Linked DNA regions of Anser cygnoides: region 1 is linked to region 2. Evidence: chromatin contacts called from public Hi-C data. All regions are on one chromosome and are shown on one strand. Each heading gives the region's core, a stretch centred on a gene start, on an enhancer-like site or on the middle of the called end of the contact. The rest is flanking DNA. Distances are from core to core; before and after follow the strand shown.

The links. A called contact is a pair of places that touch in the nucleus more often than the background predicts.
Region 1: a Hi-C map of liver shows a contact between it and region 2, with 7 times the contacts expected there. The contact joins the promoter of KDM3A here to the promoter of THNSL2 in region 2. A contact is called at or near these places in 2 of 7 Hi-C or Micro-C datasets (both in liver).

What each region holds. Positions count from the first base shown.
Region 1 is chr4:6,189,321-6,194,162 of Taihu_goose_T2T_genome, forward strand. It overlaps KDM3A (lysine demethylase 3A), which reads right to left and starts at 1,522. Exons shown (of 25, transcript XM_013177845.3): 1 at 1,098-1,522. The coding sequence starts at 1,268.
Region 2 is chr4:5,982,445-5,986,839 of Taihu_goose_T2T_genome, forward strand. THNSL2 (threonine synthase like 2) reads right to left here and starts at 2,228. Exons shown (of 9, transcript XM_048081105.2): 1 at 2,099-2,228.

The sequences.
Region 1 (4,842 bases), core at 272-2,771, 210 kb after region 2:
CACACACCAAGCAAGGGATGGGCACGGCCCCGTGGGGCAAGCTCCACCCCAGGTACTCGCATGGGACAAGAAGCTCAGCCTCCAACAACTCGGGACTCTCCACAACACACCCCAAAGTTTGCACGCTCAAGAAATAAATGTAAAGCTGAGCCGCCTTCTTGTTCAGAAAGGTGCTTCCTCGGTTAACCAGGGGTCACAAAACTCTCCCCGTTAATAAAAAAAAAAAAAGGGAAACAATTTTAATGGGAAGACCTGGTGTCACAGGACAGCCTGCCCAGATCCCCTGCAGAAACAAACGGGAGTACCAAGATTCTGTTACTGTAATGGAGTTTTGGCCTCAGCAAATACTTTATATCCTAAAAATACTTTTAGACGTGCTTGGATAGCTTTCCTGGCTACAGTTCCTAAAGAGGTGCTTACGAGCTTCTGTCAGTCTCCGATTTCCCCCCAGAACATACAGTTAATGAATTACACCAAGCCTGCAATAATTGATGGTGCACACAAGAAGCCCACCAGTAACCGTCATTAAGACACAGCCACCACACGAGAAGAGCCTGAGGAGCCTCCAACCCCACACACACATTTGCTACGTCTGCGGCACTGATTGAAGACAACAGAAACATTTGTTCCTTATCGCCTTCTCCAAAGAAGAAGAAAGGAGAGCCACCACTCCAACAAGGAGCATTTCAGTTCCATAAGCAGCTCCGGGGAAGAAAACTGTTTACAAACAAGGTCTCCAACCATACTTGGGAAACACGCAAACAGAAAATCTCTGCAAATGGGTTACAACAAAAAGTTCTGAAAGCGCTGGCGGAACGCAACCCGTCTCCAATTAGTTTGGGGCCGTTTCCGGCAACAGCGCGAGCACCTCGGGGACTTTAGCCGGGGGCGCACATGTCTGCCGGCGTGCCAGCTGGGCAGGGGGCTCCCTGGGTCAGGTCTTCTCCTTCTTCCAGCGACCTCTCCCCCCAAAAGCAGGGGGTGTTTACGGGCTGCGACACCCCGCGTGCCTCGTACCCAGAGGCACGCAGCGGGTCTCCAGGCGGCGAGGCGAGCAGCCCGGCCTCCCGAAGGCCTCTGGGCCGGCTCCCCATTACCTTAAGGTCAGGCTTGGATATGTCGGTGTGCGAGACGGCGCGGATCCTGCCCGCCTTCCAGGGCCATTCCGCCACGCGCTCCGTGTCCCAGGGCCCGTCGTCGTCGCCGAGCAGGCTGAGGAAGCGCTTGCCCACCAGCAGCGACCAGCTGCCCTCCAGCCTCAGCACCATCTTAACTCATGGGGGGGAGGATGGGGCCGAAGAAACGGAGGCGGCGGCCTCCCCCTTCCTCCTCGCAGCCCCCCCCTCGTTAATTAAGCAGAGCGGAGGGACCCCCCCCCCCTCAAAGCGGAGGCCCCCGCGGCCTCTTTGTTCCTGCCTCTCCCCTCAGGAGCCCCCCGAACGGGGAAGGAGGCGGCCGGGCTCCCCGCCGAGCGCCCCTCAGCCGAGCCTCGCCCGCTTCCTCCCCTCAGCCTCGCCTCCCCCCCCCCTCCCCGCCCCCCCGCGGCCTCCACACAGCGCCGAGCGCGATCGCGCCGCTCCCCCTCAGCCGCCGCCGCCGCCGCCGCTCCTTAGCCCCGCCCCCGCCGCGCCGCCCGCCGCGCCCATTGGCTGCCCGTCGCGGAGCCTCCCGCTGCGATTGGTGCGGAGGGGCGGCGCCCGCGGCTCGCCGGCCCCGCCCCCAAACGGTCTCCTCGATGTGTGTGGAGGAATGGTATCCCTCCGCAAAGAGTCCCCCCGGACAACCGCCTCCGCGGAGGGGCTCGGGTGGGGCCCAGAGGGAAAACCGGCACACTTGAGGCCGTTCCGCGCCGCAGCGCTTCTATCGGTGCGGCAGCCGAGCCGAGCTTTAACCCACAAGTGCCTTTTTTGGAGCCGGCGGAAGGATCCGTGGCAGGCTGAGGGGCGTGCTGCGGCCCCTTATACGTGCGATCCGCGGCGTACTCAGATATAGCACGGGGGGAGGGGGCACCTGGCGGGCGGTCGTGCGCATGCGCGCGGTGGCAAGGTGCACCTGCGGGGGCGCTGCGGGACGCCTGCTGCGCATGCGCACAGGGCGCGGGGCACCGCCACCTGCCCACCGGCCGCTCCTACGCATGCGCGCTGCGGCCCAAGGGCGGGCGGGGGCGCCTCGTGGCCGCCATCTTGTGTGGTGGTTTGGGGCTGGGTGGAATGGGGAAAGGGGGCTCGTGGGCGGCAGGAGCACGTTCAGGGGGGGAAATTAAGTCTTCTAGAGGTTCCTTAAGGGTGTGGAGAGCTTTTCGTGTGGTTTATGTAGCCATGTTTAAAAGCTAATGGGTTCTGTCACCTCACATCCTCTGTTCCTTTCATGGTGGACCTCCATGCTGTTGTGAAAGGCTGTGGCAGAGGTCATGAAACCAAGAAGTTCAACTGATAAAATGGTGACAAGCAAGCTGGTTGTGTCGTGAAGTAACCTAGCAAGACACAGCACTCATCTTTTACCACAAGACTTTCCTAAATGATGACGTGGGAGGAAGAAGAACAAAAATGAAGTACCTAAGGCAAAGAAGCTATTGAGTCATCCTGCTCGGGGAAAGCAGAGAGCATTTACCTCATGTTTTCTGCTGGTTCCTCCCATGACCAGGAACTTACCTGGCCCCGAACACCCACCAGCTCTGCTGCAGACAGGTTGGATGCTCCTGCCATGGTCAGATCTCTTCCACCATTTTCTCAAGAACGTAGCACTACTTGTGCTAAGTGTTTTCACAGAATCACTAAGGTGGGAAAAGACCTTCAAGATCATCTGGTCCAACCACCAATGTCACCACTAACCCATGTCCCCAAGCACCAGGACCAACCTTTCCTCGAACACCCCCAGGGACGGTGACGCCGCCACCTCCCTGGGCAACCCGTCCCAACGCCTGACTGCTCTTTCTGAGAAGAAATGTCTCCTCATTTCCAACCTGAACCTCCCCTGGCACAACTTGAGGCCATTCCCTCTAGTCCTATCACTGGTTATCTGTGAGAAGAGGCCGACCCCCAGCTCTCTACATTTAAAAGCTTTTCCCACCAGTTTGCTGTAGGATTCTGCATTGGACGCTTAACTACTACATTCAAACACTCTCACGTATGGCACAAAAATTCCTTGCTCACCATGATGAGGGAATTCCTGTCCTTCGCACTGGGGATCAGGCAGCCCAAATACCCCGGTAACTTTAAGACTTCTTCAGTGATTCCTAGCAGTGAGATGAACTTGGCACTGTGCAGCATTTTCAGCAGGGAAAATAAACAAAAGTGGATAGTAGAAAACGAATCTAATATATGAGCAACCACACAAAGCCTGGAGAAATACTCGTTAACAGCCATGAAAAGGAAGAATGGGTAAGTTTGCTTCTCAGATTTAAATATTTAGCATATAGACCAGGCCTACAACATGGAACTTGCGATGAGATACTGTATAAAGCAAACTGTATTTGAAACTACCAAATTACTTGTTTTGCTATTGTAACAGCAGTTGTACACAATGTATTGTACATCCTACAGTGTGTATTGTATACCCTCCTTATTTAAAGCCCTTAGTTTTTATGCATGGAAAACACTTGGCCTCAAAGGGTAGCTGATTAATACAGGAAGAGAAGTGTTAGGCAATAAAGAAACAGTATTAGCTGATACAATAGACCTAACTGTTGGTAGCATACCAGTTGCCGAAGGGTAAACATTTTCTGCAGGCACCATAAGAAAGAAAAGCTTTAAGGAGGGATTTGAAAGACAACAACGTGGGTTTTGTGAATAGCCAACTCCCACGTGCAAAGAGTAGGGTGAACATCAGGAGTGGTTGTTTGAAAAATGGCACGGTTTGGGTAGGATACCAGCCTGGAGGGCCAAGAGTAAGAGAGTAAGGACAGGATGGCAGCTGGGGTGATGTTGTCCATGAATGACATTGGAAGTTAACTTACACTTTTGAAGTTAACTCACATTTTTGAAATAACAGATGAGCCAATAGCAGGGTGCTAAGAGAAGAGTCATCTGACCAAAATGCAACATTCTGAATATAAATAAAGTAAAAAAATCAGCAAAGACCAGATGAGAAGATGGCAAAGTAGACAAAGTACAAGTTGAGAGGAGTCTGGACAGGTTAAGTAAATAAATAAATAAAAATCAAGCATTCCGGGTGCAAAGAAGCTTTCCATCCTGGAAGAGCAGAGGTATCCAAAACTCGGGGGCTAGAAGCTGAAGGCAGTTAAGTTTTTTATTATTATCATTATAAGTAGGGAAGATAATTAGCTACTCGCTTCACTTCCCTAGGATTCTTTATCCCTTGAAGGATTTAGATCAAGACCAAATATATTTTTAAAATTATCTATACCCTTTAGGAGATATAAACTTGGGGTAACCAGTGAAATTTTACAAGAATTGGAAGATGTAAGATGTTAAATTGTGGCTATAAATATCTGTGAATTTGTTGCATAATTTGAGAATATATTTCCCAATCTACTTAGACAGGATTTTAATCATACAATACAGAAAAATAAATACTTACGGGTTTTTTAGCCGATTATTTTATCGCTACTCACAATAGTCTCCACAAAAGCTTACATCTACTAGAAAAATTGAATGTATAAATGTATACTCACTCACACCGTGTGCCAATAGAAATACCAAAATGTTCAGAAATAGCTTTCAAACAGACTATCACTGTGATAATGGCACAGATGCAAGTATCTCACTCTGGTTTATATACCTCTGAGGAGCAAAATGCTATTCGAAGTATCTGCAAAACAAACTCTTGCTATAAATACGCAGAACCGATTAAATTACAAAGCAGTACGTTTCCACCTGTTCT
Region 2 (4,395 bases), core at 978-3,477:
CACCTCCAATGTGGACACACACAGCCGGAGGGCAGCGTTGTGGGGTATTTTGTGGGCAGTGGAAGCGCTGAGTGGGGTTTGCACCCAGGGGGCTGCGAGGAGCCCTCTTGTCGGGCTTCCCCTGATCCGGACACGTCCCTGCTGCTGCAGCAGGCACCGTGCCTGCACCTGACGTCCCCTACAGGCTACGTGCAAAGGCTGGAGCTTTAAAATAAAAATAAGCAAATAAGAATCTCTTTAAAAAACAGTAAAGGAGGAAACAGGGAAAACAGGGAGGGGAGTAAGAGGGAGAGAGAAAGCGGAGGAAAGGGGGGAAGGATTATGCATCTAGTGCAGCCTGATTTTGTTCAAAAGGGTTAAAGCAAGGACAGGATTTGCGCGACAAGTACAACAAACTTCCAGGATCCCCTTTTTTCTTTTTCATAAAGGTATCCGCAAGGTCTGGGGCTTTGAGCCTGCAGGGCTTTCTGCCCCAGCACCTTGTGCACAATGCTTTCGTTCCTTCCAAATTTCCCCTCCTTGCCAAAGCAACCAACCCGTCCCCCGACACACACACACACAATTACCCTTCAGAGCTGCCCCACAAGAGCAGACAAAGGGGGAAAAAAAAGCTTCCAGAGGTGGTAAACAACCAGCCTTTAACCCGGATCAGCTCGGCCACGGCTCCGGGGCCGTGAGGGGGCGGAGGCGGGAGCAGGGCCGGGAAATGGCGGCCAGGCGCGGGGCGGGGGGGGGTCCATGGTTGGAGGGGAAAGCTCGGAGTTCAGCAGGGCAGGCCCCGGGTTGGGTTTAAATTTAAGGTTAAATCTGCAGGAAGTAGGATCAGAAAGCTCCGTGAGTGCCTTCCCACCATGCAGTTCACCCTGGGAGGCTGTGACTTGGAGCAGCGCCGTCCCTCCGTGGGGAAACTGAGGCAGGGAAGGGCTGTGCGTCCCTTTTCTTGATTTTTACTTGATTTCCTTGCCTGGTTTTCCTCGGTTAGTGCCTGTATGGGGCTGCATGCACAGCTGCAGCAGGTGCAGGGACTGGAGCCCAGTAAGGCAAGGTGCAGAGGGTGCCTGGTTACCACCGGCTGTGAGTCAGAAAGCTCATGGGACAGAAGGGACACGCTGCCTCCAAAGTGCCAGAAACCGACCCAAAACACATCACTGCTCCAACCAGCCCGGCTACCAGCGAGCGAGGCTACCCAGTGGGACGGAGCAATGCTGGTAGTCTCCAAATTCACCACATCTCAGAGACCAGCCAACAACAGATCCCTGAATTTATTATACAAACTATCACCCAAGCTGCCCCCGTCTCCTCACCGTAAGAGTTTCACGTTACGGGCTCCCAACCCCTTGATCAGGGTCTGTCCCCATCCCAGGCCGGTTCACAGGGGGACTGGAATTGGCAAGGCAGGACCTTGCTCTCCAGGGACAGCTCGGGCTTCAGTCAGTTGTGAAACCTCCCCAGGGCCGTCCCTGGTGCTTCCTGGAGTCACCAAAAGCCCTGGGGTCACCCGAGGACCCTGTTTTGGGGACACGGGCCACTTACCTCAAGCTGGCCCTGACATGCAGGGCAAATCCCGCAGTGCCACAGTGGTCTCAATAGATGTTTTCAGTCCCATAAGTTTTTAATGCCCTGTGTATTTTCAGAAGGTAAGTGATCTATTAATACATGCTCCAGTTAGTTATTAATCCCTTGTTTACCTGCTCTGGAAGGGTATTTTTCTCCATCACGTTTCAGCAGCAGCTCACACACACGCACAAAATAATAAATAAAAAATAAATAGCATTTCTGGGCAGGACAGCAAAATGATAGAAATGAATAAAACACTGAGAGCTGCAGGGTACGTGGTTTGTCTCTTCTGCCCTGATCTCTTCCTTCTGCCATGAGAGCGTGCTGAATTTGGGGTTCATGCAGAGGCAGAGCACAGTTTGAGCAGAACCTTCAGCAGAACAAGGGAAGGATCAAATCCCTAGGAAAACCCACACAAGCTGATAATTTTTGTTACCAACATAATTCAATATTACCAACGCGTATATGATCATCTTCACAAGTGACATGACCCTGCAGGGTCACCTCACCTCTCCCACCACTGGCACCTCCAGGCATTTACCTCATATATATCTAAGACTTCTCACGTGTGAATTAGCTGCATGAGATTATTTCACTGCTTCATCTAAAAGTATTTTTTTTTCAAGTGAAGAGCTTACAATGTAGCACATACAGGACCCCTGAAAAAAAAATATAAAAAATAATAATAATAAAAAAAAAACTGGATACCTGCTGCTCTGTGCTTGTAAATAAATAGTCTCAAGGCTGCTGATGCAGCTTTAACTACGCCCCGTGCCTGTCAGTGGTGATAGCTCTTGCTAACGAGGTCATGGGTTAATGCCGTGGCGGATGTCAGCATTTGCTACTGCTGCAGCTGGGGATGAGCTAAGTACTGCTTATGTGGCGGCCAGAGGTGAGCACAAGGAGCACGTGGGCCGTGCCATTTCTCGGGAGGGCTTTTCCCATGCCCTGCCCTGCAATCTCCGTGCTTTCATTTTTGGAATTATCATTTCCTTGTCAGCTGCGGTAGCAGACCCAAGATCTGGAAGATGTAACAGCCTTTGATTAACCTGGTACTGCCCAGTGCCTCCGTGTTTCTGCTTGGATGTGCACTTCCACTTTGGACCTTGTATGTTCCTGAGGAGTTGATGGGTGCTCAGTTGCTCTTTGGACTTGCCTATCAGAAATCAGCTGTGTTTGCAAACACTAACCAAAGCTACTGTGTCACTTTTCCAGCTTTTTTTAACAGTTTCCATCAGTTTCCATCCGTCCAGGTTGGATTTCCTCAACCTCTCTACCCACGAAAGGCATCCTGAAGCGTAGCAAAGAGTAAGAAAACAGAAAGGCATATGTAGCAGTGAGAAGCTGGGTTTGGGTGCCCTTTCTATACCTCCACCAAAGCATCCCCAGGCCCGGGAGAGCTGCAGACCCCAGGTTCCGCCAGCCACCGATGAATCCTCTATCACTAGATGGCGGCAACGCCTTGCGTCCAGGGAGGAGATGCACAAAGGCAGCCTTGCCCTGGTTGCAGTCACTCTCACACCTCACACAGGGCATTTCGCCTTCACTGCACCCAGGCCACGGTGCTCAGCCGCAGTTTCAGGCAGCAGCAAGAAACACGGCTCCGAAGAGCCCTGTTTTGTAGAGCTGAGGAAGGGGAGGCACAGGAGATGTCCTTTGGCAGGAGGCCGGGTTACGGAGCTGGGTGGCCTGAGCAAATGCAGCAACTCGTCGCAGTTTTCAGTTGGATTTGGTGATCTTAGGGGTCTTTTCTGTCCTAAATGATTCTGTGGTGGGAAAGGTGTTCTTCATCTTCACGCCATCTTCTCCCTGAGTGTCCTGGGGGTTTATCCCTTTTCGTAAATATGATTCTATGTTCACCCTTCTTCCAGCACAGTCTCTCTTCTCTGGGGGTCCCTGCAGCCTACAGCCTGGCAGAAACTCAGAAAGGGGCACGTCAAAAGACCCCAACTCACAACCAGGACTAGAAGGTGCCACGTTTAATCATAAAGCACAAAGATGGCCTCAACGCCACAAAAATGCCTTTCTCTCCTAGTCCTGTCTCTGCCCGTGAGCTGGCTGATGTCTGCAAACTGCATACGCAAAAAAAGCTTTCATATCTATAAACAGCCCAAGCAATTCTGGGCAGGTCCAGCAAATGGCTGATAAGGATGTTTGAGGTTTTGCAATGCCATTTCCTACCGGAGTACATCCCTGTAGGGAAAAAATGTGTAAGCCTGTCACTGGAGGTAGGTGAAGAAGCCATGCATCCCCTCCCCTCTCAGGCACAGAAGTTTGAGTTTTTACAGAGGAAACAGGGAGTTTTGGGGTAGAACCTGTAAGGTTTGGGCCAGAAATCAAAACATTTAATTTTTGCCTTTCTCAGAGGTGGCGGGCCCGAACCTCACATATTGGTGAGGTTTGGGATCCGTAGCAGGAAGGGGGCTAGGAGGGTTGCAGAGAGCATCTGCAGCTGCACGGGCAAGCATGCACCCCGACTCATATCTTCAAGCTTCACCTCAAGGAGGTACAAGGCAGAAATGTACAACTGCAAGTGAATCAAAGTGCTAGGAGCTGCACTTCTATTCCGGTAAACTTGGCTTTTCTCCCCTCTTTCTAAATCCGACATGAATTGTAGGCATCTCAGCTGACATGAGGTAGGACTTCCATGTGGGCCACCTGTCCCTGCGCACAACTGTGTACACACACACGCAGTTTTCCACCCCGACCCGTGGTGATTTCGCAGTGCCAAGAGCAGCCAGCATGTCAGCCCTTTCGCCAGGGCTAGGTGTGACTCTTTCCTGCTGTGAGGTGTCTCACAACGGGCTCAAGGACATCTGTGTTGTGGTTTGGGTCTTA